2 separate regions of the Rattus norvegicus genome follow, and region 1 is linked to region 2. Evidence: chromatin contacts called from public Hi-C data. All regions are on one chromosome and are shown on one strand. Each heading gives the region's core, a stretch centred on a gene start, on an enhancer-like site or on the middle of the called end of the contact. The rest is flanking DNA. Distances are from core to core; before and after follow the strand shown. Region 1 holds the start of Gtsf1l (gametocyte specific factor 1-like). Region 2 holds the start of Srsf6 (serine and arginine rich splicing factor 6).

Region 1 (2,700 bases), core at 173-2,672, 150 kb before region 2:
AAAAGAGGAAGTAACTCACTGCAAGTCAGAGAAAATACTGTTCAAGAATAAGGGGGGAGGAAGTTGCTGGAAAGTTGGCTCAGTGGTTAGAGCATTTGTTGTTCTTAGAGAGGACCCCGGTTTGATTCCCAGCACCCACACAGAAGATCACAACTGCCTGTAACGCCAGTCCTCCAAGATCCAACACCCTCTCTGACCTCTGAGAGCACCAGGTGCACACTTGGTCCACCTACATATATGCAAGCAAAGCAAGACACTCATAAACACAAACTAATAAAATAAATCTTAATAAATAAAAGTGGGTGCTAGAAGACAGGGTCATCAGCTAAGAGCCCTTGCTGCTCATACAGAGAACCCACAGCAGGCTCTGACAACCTCCTACAACACCTGCTTCTGGTCTCTGAGGGCGCCACATACACACAGTATACACTTACACGGAGACACATATAAATAAAATAAATCTTTAAGGTCAAAAGAAGTGAAATTAGAGTGTGATGGCACTAACGGTGGCCGGCCGGTCAGTCAAAAGGAAGTTCAGGAAGCTGAACTTGAATCAGAAGGACAGTGGTTCCCTAAGCAGGGGTAAGAAGCAAGCTAAGCCAGAATAGCAGAGGCAGGTGCAGATTCTAGAAGCAAGAGGACCCCAGTTCGATTCCCGGCACCCACAAGAGGAGAAACAGAAGGAAATCTCAACGATACAAAATGACAAGAGCAGTGAGGTCCAGGGAGGCCTTTAGATCAGAGTTAGAGCTCTCCCTTCAGTACCCCTTTCCATCCCTTATGTAAGTCCTAGTCTGCCCTGCCTCCTTTGAGAAGCTCACATGCATGCAGGAGTCTACGGAGGCCAGAAGAGGGCACCAAGCTCCTCTAGAACTGGTGTAATAGACAACTGTGAGCTCTCATGAGGGCGTTGGATCTGAAAGAACAGACGTATTTAAGTACTGAGTAATCTCTCCAGTCTTCTGTTGAGGTTTGATCTGTTGCTGTGTGTTACAATGCTAAATTCTGGGTTTTTGTTTGTTTGGTTTTTGTTTTTGTTTTGTTTTGTTTTTTGTTTGTTTGTGGGGTTTTTTTGTTTTTGTTTTTGTTTTTGTTTTTTGTTTGTTTGTGGGGTTTTTTTGTTTTTGTTTTTGTTTTTTTTTTGTTTTGTTTTTTTTTGAGCTGAGGACTGAACCCAGGGCCTTGCGCTTGCTAGGCAAGCACTCTACCACTGAGCTAAATCCCCAACCCCACAATGCTAAATTCTGAACCCAAAGGTCTGGCCTATGAGTGAATTCTCATCGTTACCAGCTTTTCTTGTGCAAAACCTTGTCCCTTAATTTAAAACCACTGGTTAAATAAAAATGGCTACAACCAATTACTGGAAGGATTAGAGGTAGGTGGGTTTTGAGTTACCTGGCTGGGGGGTGGAAACAGGAGAGGGAGAGAGGAGAGACCACAATGGGAGAGAGAAGGCACCATGAGAGGAGATGGACCATGAGCCAAGAGAAACAGCAGGTATCTGGGGACACTGCTGGGGATCAAAGCCAAGTAAAATAACGACAAACTGAGTCTCATCTATGTGTAAGCTAGTTGGGAATAAGCTTAAATTAGTTGTGTTACACGCCTCCAAAATATCTTTATAAAACCCTAACTCAGCTTCATAAAAAGCAATAGCAGTAAAACAAGGTTTAAAATGCAAAGAGGTTGAGGATGTGTGTAAGACCTTAGGTTCAGTCTCCAGCACTAAAAGGAAGAAAGGGAGGGAGGGAGGAGGGTTGGTGGATTAAAAGACAGCTGCACATGATCCAGCAAGGGTAAAGTAGTAACTTGAAATTTTGGTAAATCGAGGACTAGTGAGATGTCTCAGTGGTTGAGCCCTTGCTGCTCTCCCACATGACCCGAGTTCAGTTCCCAGCACCCACGTGGTGGCTTACAGCTGTCTGTCACTCCAGTTCCAGAAGATCCAGAGCCCTCTTCCGGCTCGGCACACACACGGTGCACTTGCACACATGCAGGAAAAATGCTCACACACAAAATTAAAAAAAAAATTAAAAAGACACTGGTAAATCATCCGTGGATGATTCAATTTGTAATTACTAAACAATTAGAAAAATGCACAGGGGCCGGAGAGATGGCTCAGCGGTTAGGAACACTGACTGCTCTTCCAGAGGTCCCGAGTTCAAATCCCAGCAAGCACATGGTGGCTCACCACCATCTGTAATGGGATCCGATGCCCTCTTCTGGTGTGTGACAACAAACTTGCATATAAAAATAAATAAATAAATAAATAAATAAATAAATAAATAAATAAATAAATAAAAGAAAAATGCACAGATTGAGGAAGGGGTAGAAATATTTCTTTAACACTGTGTACTTAAAATGAGGAATGATGCCAGGTGTGCTGGCGCTGTAAGAAACTGTAGCATGCAGGAAGCTGGGGCATGAGGGTTTTAAGTTTGGAACTGCCTACACTAAGACCTAGTAGCCTGGATAGACGGATGGAGGGAGGGAGGGAGGGAGGGAGGGAGGGAGGGAGGGATGGATGAATGGATAGATGGATAGAGAAAAACATGAACCGAAAAGAGAGCAGGAACTAAGGACTGAGGATGTAGCCCAGTTGCCAGATCACTTGCCATAAACACATGAAGCTCTGGATTTGGTCCCCAGCACCATGTAAATTGGATATGGAGGCACACATCCATAATCCCAGCATACAAG
Region 2 (2,700 bases), core at 115-2,614:
CGTCATGGCTTCCGGTAAGGTCAGCCAAAGGGTCATAGGGCAAGGGTCACACAATGTATGGAAAAGCCAAGGCCAATCAGGAAAGGCAGTCATCTTAGCCTCAGTGGACACAGCCTCAGCCCCATTGGTCACTTTCAAATTGAAACATCAAGGACTTGTTAAAAAGTTTGAATTCAACATGCAACAATTTCAACATTAAACATTTCACATAACCAAAATCCCCCCAACCCCCTCCCAGTAACATGCCAACTAGTTCAGATACAGCATAAAGCTTATTTAGATTTACTTGGTGGTACTATGCCACATTACTTAGTTTAAAATGGCACTTTCTTTGCCCCCCAAGTCTCCCATCTCTAAGACTTAGGCTTCAAGCTCCTCCCCTCTCCCCGCCCCCTGCCCCACCTCCACCCCAGCCTTCCTTAAAACTTCCTCCACGCTAGCTAAAAGCACTGACAGATAAGCAAGGGGGAATAGTACAAATACAGCCAACCCTCGCGTTCAATAATGGCAGAAACCACGTCAGTGCCAGAGGGCCAACTTAGGCCACTCCTCCCAAACTTAAGTCAACTGGCCATCCGACCCCATTCCCCGCGCTCCGGTGTCCCACGGCTACCCGGGCATGCGTGGAGGTAGAGGAGCCTAGGAACACCCAGGGCCGACAACCCCCGGCCTCCGCGCCTGCCCGGGCTGGGGAGGTCCCACCCTGCCCACCCCGGTGACTGCACCCGCCCCGTCCCCCCCAGGTACCCAGGACGCGGAGCGCGCGGGGGTAGGACTCACTGCGGCTTCCGTAGCTGTAGCCATCGCGGTCCCGGCGCGGGCCCCGGGCGTGCTCTACGATCACGCGCTCGCCGCACAGCTCCTTGCTGTTCAGCTCGTAAACGGCGTCGTCCGCATCACGGGAGTCCTCGAACTCCACGAAACCGTACCTGAGGAGGGGCGGAGCGCGAGCCGCGCACCGGCGGGCGTGTCGTTAGCCGGCGCCGCGCGCTCCCGCGACCTCCCCCGCGCGCGCTCGAGGCGCCGCCGCCATTTTAGAGGCCCTGCCACGCGGCGTCCCGGCCTTGGCCGACTCGGTCCTTGGGGGATCTCTCCGCCTCGGGGCGCGGCCTCCCAGACCCGACTCACCCATTTTTGAGGTCGATTTCGAGGAGGCGGCCGTAGCCGCTGAAAAAGCGCTGGATGTCCTTCTCGCGGACGTTGTAGCTCAGGCGTCCTATGTAGACGCGCGGCATGGCCGTGGTGGGTGTTCTCCCGGAGGCTAGCTGAGGTGCGGCGGGCCGCGGGGCAGGGGCTGCGGTGCGGGTGCGGGGACGGCGAAGGCCCGAACACGCGCCTCACACCGCAGCTGCGGCCGAGTCAGCCACACAATGGTGCGCGCGCGCGCGCTGGCCTACGCTATAAGTGACCGGGGGCGGGGCGCGGCGCGTGACGTCGGCGCGCAGCACGTCCTCTCCCGCGCCGCGTTCCACTCCAGAGGGGCTGGGGCGGCTGCAGCGTGTGCTGGGCTAGGTGCGAGCCGAGCTCGCTTCCCTGATGTCCCCTGGTGCTCGGCACCCTCTTCCGAACACAGCCGAGACCGGGACCTTTGACTAGTACCCATTAATAAACTGTTCTTGTGCCCGGGCACGCGGAGAACAAAATCCTATTTCTCATTGGTTGTCCGGGCAGTCGGTCTAGACAATCTTGCTCTCTGATTGGTGTACTAAGAAAAAGAGGTTGCACTTTCCTTTCAGCGGGTAGCTCGTGCTGGTTTCGATGGGTATAGAGGACTCTTGGGAGTCGGACAGTTCCTTAGTTTCTCAGAGACCTGGGATCTGTCCCTGAGGTTTAGTGACCCGCAGGGGAGTGCTGTGGCGGATCTCGGTGGCGTCCCTCACTCTGCTCCGAGTTCTGACAGCTCTGAATCCCGCGCTCGCGGCGACTCTTCACAAAGGGACTATGGGTGGGCCCCATGCACCAACAGGCGGGCGCTGGAAGCTTGGAATCAGACCTTGTGGTTCTCCAAAACCCCCGACCCCTACCCTTACTGTCCTTAACCTGGTTGACTCCGAAGGCAAACTATATATGAAACAGAAACACACACATAGGAGTTTATGGAGGTGACATTTAACGCTGTAGAGGTAGATAAACAAAACACAGTCTCCCCCTCTCCGTGAGTAAAGTTAATTGACTACGATAGGAGCATGCCTTGGGAGTACTCGGAAATTAAGGACGGCCAAGCTTTGGCTAGAGAGGTAAGGAAACTGAAAGCAGACATAGTGTGATGGAAGCTGGGAGAAAAGACTGTAACCGAGCTAGTACGTGTTCTTCAGGAATTTGTTTTCTGCCCGGAATCTCCACAGCCCCAGGCTTTTCAACTAGGATGGGAAGAGGCGATTCTGTTATCTGGGCCAGACCGGCAATTAGAGTAGCAACCCAGGAGATGAGTTAATAATATTATCTGGAGGGAAGAGAACTAACTTCCTTAAGTTAGAACTAGAAAAAATATAGGTACACAGCCTTAAAAAAATATTCATGGAACACAGAATGAATTCAATACTTAAGTTTCCTTTTATCAAATTGTCAATTTCTTAAAACGTGTTAAATTTTATTTGTGAGTGGTGAGAAGACCGAAGCAGGTAAAGAAAGGTGCTTGCTGCCAAGCCGGAGGACCCGAGTTCGATTCTACAACCCACAAGGTAGAAGGAGGAACAACAG

The links. Hi-C and Micro-C count contacts between places; a contact is called where the count stands out from the background.
Region 1: a Hi-C map of the A7r5 cell line shows a contact between it and region 2, with 5 times the contacts expected there. The contact joins the promoter of Gtsf1l here to the promoter of Srsf6 in region 2. A contact is called at or near these places in 7 of 12 Hi-C or Micro-C datasets (the A7r5 cell line, the Rat2 cell line, Schwann cells and 4 more).

What each region holds. Positions count from the first base shown.
Region 1 is chr3:172,156,950-172,159,649 of GRCr8, reverse strand. Gtsf1l (gametocyte specific factor 1-like) reads left to right here and starts at 1,422. Exons shown (of 2, transcript NM_001399371.1): 1 at 1,422-1,497.
Region 2 is chr3:172,007,736-172,010,435 of GRCr8, reverse strand. Srsf6 (serine and arginine rich splicing factor 6) reads right to left here and starts at 1,364. Exons shown (of 6, transcript NM_001014185.2): 1 at 1,129-1,364; 2 at 781-929. The coding sequence starts at 1,235.